Linked DNA regions of Sus scrofa: region 1 is linked to region 2. A link is a contact called in public HiChIP or PLAC-seq data. All regions are on one chromosome and are shown on one strand. The core of a region is the stretch at or near the end of the contact, and the rest is flanking DNA. Distances in the headings are between cores, read along the strand shown.

Region 1 (4,305 bases), core at 346-2,845, 330 kb after region 2:
GTAAAAAGTTTCAAAAGTTTTAAAAATAATTCCCTTTGACTTAGTAATTCTCCTTGTGGGAGTCTATCCTAAAGAAATTCATCAGAAACATGTACAAAATTTTATACATAAGCAGCACAATCCAAAAGAATTAAAAACAACGTAGACTGTGGACAATAAGAACATAAAGTGTATCTACATTTATTTGAGGCTCTCATTTAAACATCATATATTTTTAAAGAATAGTTATTGTCATTGGGGGAAGCACTCACACTATGAAGTGAGGTTACAAAGAAGGTCAAATGCATTCCAGAAATAGCCGAAGATGGAAATTGTCTCTGGGCAAAGGGTTTGGGAAAAGGGAGAACTTTCCTATGTTCTCTTTTTTTTTCCCCTTCGGTAAGAATAATAGAAGCGACTATACTGCTACTAATAATTTGAATGTTTACTGTGAGCCAAGCATTGTTGTAAGTGCTTTACGTCCATTCTCTCACTCCTCACAGCCTGGTGACCTGAGTATAATTAGTACCATCTCCTTACCCCTTCACAGATAAGAAAATTGAGGCACAGAGAGGTCAAGCAAGTAGCCCAATGTAGAGCCAGGATTCAAGTGTGGAATTTTGACTCTAGAGTTTTGCTCTTTTTAACTACTAAGGTATGGTGCCTCTGGTGATATCTTTGAAGGATTGTGTTTGCAAATTAAAAAACTGATCTCACCTTTGCCCTGGCTGCTCCCTTTGCTGAAAAAGCTTCTTTTCCTACCTAGCTACCTAACCACCGCCCCCCCCCCATCTCTTCAAGCCCTTGCTTAGCTGTGGCCTTTACAAGGAGTCCTGCCCCTAACACAGGATTCAAACTTGCAACCTGCCCCTCCGTCTTACTCTGCTTTATTTTTTCCATAGCATTTCTCCAACATATTATACAATTTTCAGATTCACCCATCACGTCTCTTTGTCCCTCCCCCTCCTCCATTACCACGCAAGCTGCACGAGGTCAGCTGTCTTGCTTACTGATGTATCACAGACTGAAAGGGCACTGGCACAAACGAAGTGCGCAACAAATATTGGTGAAGTGAATTTTTTAAAAAAACACGATTCCAATTTTGCTTTCTTACAGTAAAGCATACACATGTATACACATGCGTATGGGGGAGGGAGGAGAAAAAGAGTGCAAATGTTATTAATGATTTCAAATGCTATTTTCCTTAGGCTTTCCTGTGGGTTTCCTCCCAAAATTCGATGCGAACATGTATTATTTTATCATAAGAAAATTGCTGTTTAAAACGTCTCTTCTAAACCTCGGATGGCATACGTTGCCATCCGCAGCAAACGGTCTTCACCGCAAGTTGCATGAAGCCGTTTTTCCTGTGTGAAACGCAGTCAACAATTCAAGAGGTAGTGACGATTTTCAAATAAAGTATTGCTTTTAAGCAATCGCCCAGTATTTTGTGGTGGTTAAATATTTCAGAAAGGAGTAAAAATCCTTGCCTCGCCTGTAGACCGCGGCATCCCTGGCGAACACACCCACCTAGCAACCGGGAGCCGAGCTGAAGCCTGGCACTGCGCCTTTAATTCTCCAATTGGGAGGGGCGGTGGAGAATTTCCGCTCCCCTACTCCCACCGCGGCCCTGGTGGCAGCTGTCACCTGTAAGGCGAGCACCGCACGCAAGGGGATGGAGCCCGGCGCCCATTGGACAGAATATAAAGGCAGAAACCTACCCCGAAGACTGGGGGCCCCCCGGGGCGGCGGCGGGGGGCGCGCACCGCGGCCCCCAGCTCCTTTTTCCGCGAGACTCCCGGACTCCGCGGCGCGGGCGTGACCAAGGTCCAGCCTCGGGGACACGCCCGTCACGCCTCGGTGACAACGATCAGGTGAGCCTGGCCGAGGCGGACTTGACTCCCGGAACCCGGGCTCCTGCACTTCCCGGCCGGCGCCGCGACGTACACCTGCCGCGCAACCGGGAGCCGCGGGTCGGTGGGAGGGGGGCGGCCCCGGCTTCCCTGCCGAGAGGGTACGGACCCTGACCATGGCGCTGGCCGCGGCCGCGGCCGCTGCGGCCGCCGGGGTGAGCCAGGCGGCGGTGCTGGGCTTCCTACAGGAGCACGGCGGAAAGGTGCGCAACTCCGAGCTTCTGAGCCGCTTCAAGCCGTTGCTGGATGCAGGCGACCCGCGCGGCCGTGCAGCCCGCAGGGATCGTTTCAAACAGTTTGTCAACGACGTGGCCGTGGTGAAAGAGTTCGACGGCGTCAAATTCGTGGTGCTGAGGAAGAAGCTGCGGCCCCGGGAGGGACCAGAGCCCCTGACCACCTGCTGGAACAGCACCCCGGGGACACTAGCCCCGCCGTCGAAGATCACTTCCGTCTCACAGGTGGAAGCCGCTGCCTCGGGCACTCCATCCTTGGCCTCCGAGCAGAAGGCGGTGGAACCACCTAGAGACCCGGCTCCACCATCAGAGTCGCAGGACACCCTCGGGGCTCCGGCCTCCGAGCCCACTCTGCCAACCAGGGAGCTGCTGTTAAGCCCGGCCCTGCAGTCAGGGGGGCCCTCGGACCCGCAGATTCCAACTTTTGAGCTATCCCAACCCTCCGAGGGGCTCTCTGCAGACGTGGCTCCACCGTCTAGGGCACCTTCGGAGGCAACCTTGACCCACGCAGAGCCGCCAGACCTGGAACCTGGGCCTAGACAATCAAAAGGGCCGCCACCGCCCCCGTCACCGCCACCGCCGCCTCCGCGCGCGCCGCTGCAGAAGCCCTGCATGCTGCCGGTGCGCTGCGTCCCGGGTCCCTTCCGGATCCGGACGGAAGATCAAGGCCTGCGTCGGCAGCTGTCGGAGGAGCCCAGCCCTCGGAGCTCCCCGCTGTTGCTGCGGCGGCTCTCGGTAGAGGAGCCTGGCCTAGGCCTCAGCCTGGGTCCGGGCCGCTCCCCGCACCTGAGACGCCTGTCACGCGCCGGCCAGCGCCTGCTTAGCCCCGACACCGAAGAGGTGCCCGCTGCACCGCCGCCGTCCGCCGTGCCCCTGGAGCCGGCCGAACACGAGTGGCTAGTGCGGGCGGCCGGGGGCCGCTGGACACACCAGCTCCACGGGCTGCTGCTGCGCGACCTCGGTCTGGCGGCCAAGCGCGACTTCATGTCGGGTTTCACGGCCCTGCACTGGGCAGCCAAGAGCGGCGACCTCGAGATGGTGCAGCAGCTGGTGGAGGTCGCGCGGCGTGGGGGCGCGCGGGTCGACGTGAACGCGCGCTCACACGGCGGCTACACGCCGCTGCACCTGGCGGCCCTCCACGGGCACGAGGATGCAGCCGTACTGCTGGTGGTCCGCCTGGGTGCGCAGGTGCAAGTGCGTGACCACAGCGGGCGGCGAGCCTACCAGTACCTGCCGCCCGGCGCCTCGTACGCGCTGCGCCACCTCCTCGGCGACCCCGGCCTGCGAGGCTCTACCGAGACTGACCGAGCTGGCGGCGGCAGCGGCAATCTTGCGGCCCGGCGCCCGGTGCAGGTGGCCGCCACCATTCTCAGTTCCACCACCAGCGCGTTTCTGGGCGTCCTGGCCGACGATCTGATGCTCCAGGATCTGGCTCGAGGCATGAGGAAGTCCGGCTCCTTCAGCAAATTCTTGGGTGCCTCGCCCATGGCTCCTCGTAAAAAGACAAAGACTCGCAACAGTCTACAGGCCTTTTCAGAAATCTCTCGTCGACCTACTCCGGGGCCTTTGGCTGGTTTAGTGCCCAGCCTACCCACTGCAACCTGAAGGTCCCAAGGTTATGGCTTGGTTTCTCTAACCTGGCCTTGCCTCTCAGTCAGATGGCGGCCCAGCACCTTTGGCTCCATCTTGTTTCCAGCTTTGTCCACCGCAGCCTGTCATACGCAGGTGGGCCTACGCCTCCAGCTTCTGTCTGAGGCTTGATCTTTCTCCAGAGATGGGATTTAAGATCTCAGTGAGAGCTTCCTATGAAGAACTCCAGAAGTCAGGCTTAAATTTTGGAGATGTGAAATTTAGGATCAAAAAGGTTAAGGGGCAGCAGCTGGTCTGGCCCCTAAATGAGTTAACCTGTTCCTTCTGCATCCCTACCCTCCTAAGCCCGAATTAGAGCTTTCTGTGATGATCGATTGTCAGCTTTAAGATACATTGTGCTTTTGTAACTTGATGCTTTTATCCTGTTTTTAAATTGAAATGAGGTGAAACGACTTTCATAAAAGAACCTTTTGAAAATATATTTTTCCAAAATGATCATTTTCAATCTTTTGCTAAATATTTTGGAATTCTATTTAAAAAAAAAAAAAGTGATCAAGATCTAAAGGAAATTAGTCCCAACCAACAAAACCCTT
Region 2 (4,827 bases), core at 1,827-4,326:
TGCTGCTGGTGTGGCCCTTTTGACAAACGACAAAAGAAAAAAGACAAAAAAAAAAAAAAAAAAGAAAGAAAAAAGAAAAAGAAGATGTATGTTCACATAAATACCTGTACACTAATGTTTATAGCAGGTCTATTTATAATTGTCAAATATTGGGAGCAACTCAAATATTCAACAAGTGAATGGATAAGGAAATTCATACATCCATGCAATGAAATACTGCTCTTCAAAAGAAAAAGAAAGAAGGGAGGGAGGGGGAAAAGGGAAGGAGGGAAGGGAAAAACAGAGAGAAAGAGAAATAAATGGACACATGATTTAGGTGAATTTCTTAGTCATACTGAGTAAAAGAAGCTGGTCTCAAAAGGCTACATACTGCCTGATTCCATCAATGTGGCATTCTTGAAGAGAAAACTATGTTGATGGAGACCAGATCATAATTTCCCAGAGATTCGGGGTGGAGGAAGCTGGAGACAGCATTGAGGAATTTTTGTTTTGTATTCTGATTCTGGATGTTGGTTATTCAAATCTGTACCCATGTTAAAATTCATAGAGCTATTCACCAAAAATTTTTTTTTACTGTATGTTAATTTAAAAATAAAATAGGGAGTTCCTGTTGTGGCTCAGTGGGCTAAGAACCTGACACTGTGTCCGTGAGGATGCAGGTTCAATCCCTGGCCTCACTTGGTGGGTTAAGTATCTGATGTTGCTGTAAGCTGCAGCATAGTTCACAGATGCGGATCAGATCTGGTGTTGTTGTGGCTAGGGTGTAGGCCTGCAGCTGCAGCTCTGATTCGACTCCCAGCCTAGGAACTTCCATATGCTGCAGTTTCAGCCCTAAAAAAGAAACAACAACAACAAAAAATCAAACAAGGAATAAACTACAGTTGTCCTTTGAACAATGACGGGGTTAAGGATTCTTTCTGATTTCTCCATGCAGTCAAAAATCTGATTATAACTTTTGACTGCCCCGTAACTTGACTACTAATATCCTACTGTTGACTGGAAGCCTACAGTTAACATAAACAGTTGATTAATACATCTTTTCTATATGTATTATACACTGTGTTCTTAGAATAAAGTAACCTAGAAAAAATAAAATGTTATTCAGAAAAGAAAATTTACAGCACATATATGAATTTATTCTTAAAAATTTGCATTAAAGTGGACCCATGCAATTCAAGCCCATGTTTTCAAGGGTCAACTACATTGATACATACAATATGGACAAATATCTGGAATTCCTGTGGTGGCTCAGTGGTTAATGAACCCAACTAGTATCCATGAGGACACGGGTTTGACCCTGACCTTGCTTAGTGGGTTAAGGATCCAGCATTGCCATGAGCTGTGGTGTAGGTCACAGATGCGGCTCGGATCCCACGTTGCTGTAGCTGTGGTGTAGGCCGGCGGCTACAGCTCTGATTCGACCCTAGCCTGGGAACCTCCATGTGCCATGGTTGCGGCCCTAAAAAGACAAAAGACCAAAAAAACAAAACAAACAAACAAACAAAAAAACCCCAAAACAAAAAACACAATATGGACAAATATCAGAATAATTCTGTTGGATCAAAGAAATCAGGCTGAGGATGATCCCATTTTTATAAAATTCTAGAAAATGCAAACTAATCTGTAGTGATAGAAAACAGATCTGGGATTGTCAAGGGGTAGGGAGCCAAAAAAAAAAAAAAAAGTGGAGGAAGGGATTGCTAAGTGGCAGGATGGAATTTTTTGAGGGTAATTGATCTGTTCACTATCTTGATTTTGGTAAGTGTTTCACAGGTGCATACATATCCCAAAGGTAATAAATTGTACACTGTAACTAAGTCCAGTTTCTCCTGTGTTAATTGTACCTCAGTAAAGCTGTAATAGAAAATACACGGGTTGCCCTCAAGGAGCACAGGAGCCAGTGACAAGGAAATAGACAGTTTTGTAACCCAGAGTTACAGGAACAAAAAGTGTGGGAGCCCAAAGCTGGAACACCCCCCCTTACCCCAACCCCCATCCAACTTAGAAATCCTCCTTGTAGCTGGTTACTGCTCATACTGTTTAGACTTTGCATCCACAGCCTGAGCAACAGAAATTACAGGACCAGTTGATGGTAAAGCTGAGCACTCGAGAAAACTCTTCAAAATGCCCTCCTAGTCCTTATCTTTTGTCCTCATGCTGTATCAAAACATACCACCCACAAGCTATGTGACTCTGAGCAAGTTACCTGACCTCTCTAAACCTCACTTTCCTGATCTATGGAAAATGGATAATTAAAGTTCCCACCTGGCAAATAAATGACACCAAGGCCATCAAATAACATATCCCCAACTGACCAAGGATACGTCTGAGAGGATTTTGTTTTATGCATTTGTAAGTGTACACATATATTTACATCATGCATGTATGCATATATTTACAACTGCCACCCCGGGTCAGGACACCATAGTCCTAAGTATGTTTGGGTACCTTCTCATCCCACTAGTTACTTCCTACGTCCAGGAGCGCCCCATTTAAGTTACGGATGGGAATATGAGAACCTCCAAGAGTTCACTGGTGTCAGAGCTGGGGCTCTTGACAACTAGGCCAGTATTGTGACAACAAGTGCAGATTTGAGGAACCAAGGCCAGTGGGCGAACAAGAAAAGTTGTCACTTGGGGGCTGGAGGTGGGAAAGTAGGGAGGTAGTTATGTGGGAAGCTATTTTAAGAGCCACAGATTGCTGCACTAGAGGCAGGATGAGAAGGCGGGAGGAAGTGGAGAATGAGCCGTTACACGCATCATCCCTACATCCATTCTCCTGGGTTTGTTCTTGCTGCCCACTGGGCCCATGATTAGGGTGGGGAGCAAGAAGCTGTGAGACATGGAGTAGTCAAGAGAAGGACTTGAGACAGAGGATGGGTGATCTCCAGATCTTCCAAGCTCAGGGTCCCACCTGACCACTGCTGAGACTCTAATGGCTCGGTCCAAGCCAGAAGACGGAACTCAGTCTGAGAAGGTCTTGGCTCTGTCCGCTCCTGGCGAGTGAGCCACTGCGCTCAGAGTGGGGAAAGCCAGTGCTTCACCTCAGAGGTGGCGACAGTGGGTTTTGGAATTAACATCTATCAGCCACCAGAGGGCAGTGGTGGGGCATGTGAACATCCCAGAACACTGTCCCTCATCCAAGGCACAGTAAACAGAGCTTGGCTTCCTTCAGTCTGAGCTTCCGTGTCAGACGGGCTTCATTTGTTTTCTGATATGGCTTAAGCACCTTAAACTCTTGGGGTCACTATATGTTTAGGGGTTTCACTGGCAGCCCTGCAGCCAGTCACAGAATCTAGCTCGAGTAGGAATTCTTGGGGAAATACCTAGATCAGGCAGTAGGGGGAGCCAGGGAGCTGAGACCCTCGGTTTCCAGGTGAACATGGGAGCTGAGATCACAAAAGGGCTAAGAAAGTGCTCTGTATTAGAAATGAACTGGAATTGGGTGAGAAAAGAAGGGAGCTGGCAAAATGGTACAAGAGGAAGGCAAAATGGAGAAGAGGAAAATCCACCTTAAAGGGGTGGCCACAGGACTTCAAAGACCGGGAACACGGAGTTCCCATCACGCAGCAGTTAACAAACCCGTCTAGGACCCATGAGGATGAGGGTTCAATCCCTGACCTCGCTCACTGGGTTAAGGATCCAGCGTTTCTGTGAACTGTGGTGTAGGTCGCAGACGTGGCTCCGATCTGGCCTTGCTGTGGCTTTGGCGTAGGCCAGCAGCTGATTGGACCCCTAGCCTGGGAACCTCCATATGCCGTGGGTGAGGCCCTAAGACTAGGAACACTAATTCTCAGTTTGAGATTGCCTCTGTCAGGGTCAGCTTTGCTGTGTGACTAGGATTCAGTAGAAAGCGCTGCATTCCAGGAGCAGCACTCATAGAGTATCTGGATGGATCACAGTAAGCAGGAGCAGGGACCCAGTGGTGGTCATGCAAACACAAGGCCCCTGGGACATGCAGCTGCCTTAGCAAAGGCTGCACTTGTTCAGATGAGAGTTGGAGCCTACTCATCCAGGTCTCAGACATTTGAGTTACATGAGAGGGTTCCAGGGCCATGAGGTAGCAGGTAGGGAGAAAGGAGGCAGAGACCCCAGGTCCAGGGAGCCCCCACCACCTGCAGAAATTGTGGAATTCAAAGAGGGAAGAGCTTTTCCAAAAATCAGATATGAATCTCAAGTGCAGGTAAGAAGCTGCAGGGGGTGGGAGAGGACAGAGAAGGAACCCACTAAAAGCCCTGCATAGTGAGATCCCGCCGCCTTCAGCCCATCACCCTGTACCCTGTATCACCTTTCACCCTGTACCCTCTCACCCTGTACCGTGTATCACACACAGACCCAAGTTCAAGCCACCAACGCTAGAGCAATAGGCTTACTTCCTTGGTTAAACATTAATACCCTCATCTGTTTCCACAGAGATGCAGGAGTGTTGAGTTTGTCTGTTTTCTTTTTCTTTTTTTGATTTTGGCTGTGGTGTTCAGAGTCTTGATGTGGGATCCCAGTTTCCAAACCCGGGATCAAACCCAGGCTGTAGCGGTGAAAGCACTGACTCTTAACCACTAGATCACCAGGGAACTCCCAAGAGATCTTTTAAGAACATGTCAGAGAGTGTCCCTCCTCTGCTTTAAACCTTCAGCGACTTCCCGTAGTAGAAGAAATGCCAAGTCCCCTCCAAGGCCTGAATGGGCCCTTTCTTCTCTCTCTGGACTTGACTCCTAATTCCCAGCTAATGTGCTCTATCCATCTCTATCTTCCTGTGGTTATTACCTCTGTTTGGCTGTCTTTTCTCTCAGCCTTCTCTCAGCTGGTTCTTTCTCATCATTAGCACCGA

What was found. HiChIP or PLAC-seq counts read pairs in DNA pulled down with a chosen protein or histone mark.
Region 1: an H3K27ac HiChIP or PLAC-seq map of alveolar macrophages shows a contact between it and region 2, with 8 times the contacts expected there. The contact joins the promoter of SOWAHA here to the enhancer-like site in region 2. A contact is called at or near these places in 3 of 5 promoter capture datasets (fetal liver and liver), 24 of 47 Hi-C or Micro-C datasets (adipose tissue, alveolar macrophages, blood and 14 more) and 2 of 2 datasets of contacts at active chromatin or transcription factors (alveolar macrophages and skeletal muscle).

The regions. Positions count from the first base shown.
Region 1 is chr2:135,137,683-135,141,987 of Sscrofa11.1, forward strand. SOWAHA (ankyrin repeat domain-containing protein SOWAHA) reads left to right here and starts at 1,596. Exons shown (of 1, transcript XM_003123927.4): 1 at 1,596-4,305. The coding sequence starts at 2,006. The coding sequence ends at 3,727.
Region 2 is chr2:134,807,770-134,812,596 of Sscrofa11.1, forward strand. All of the region lies in intron 11 of SLC22A5 (solute carrier family 22 member 5), which reads left to right. Among named protein-coding and RNA genes, the nearest start is that of IL5, 24 kb to the right of the region's middle. Within about 2 kb of position 3,077, at least 13 of the 83 cell types and tissues checked have an H3K27ac peak or open chromatin away from gene starts, as enhancers often do. A contact at or near this core is called in adipose tissue, alveolar macrophages and fetal liver, where this site is marked.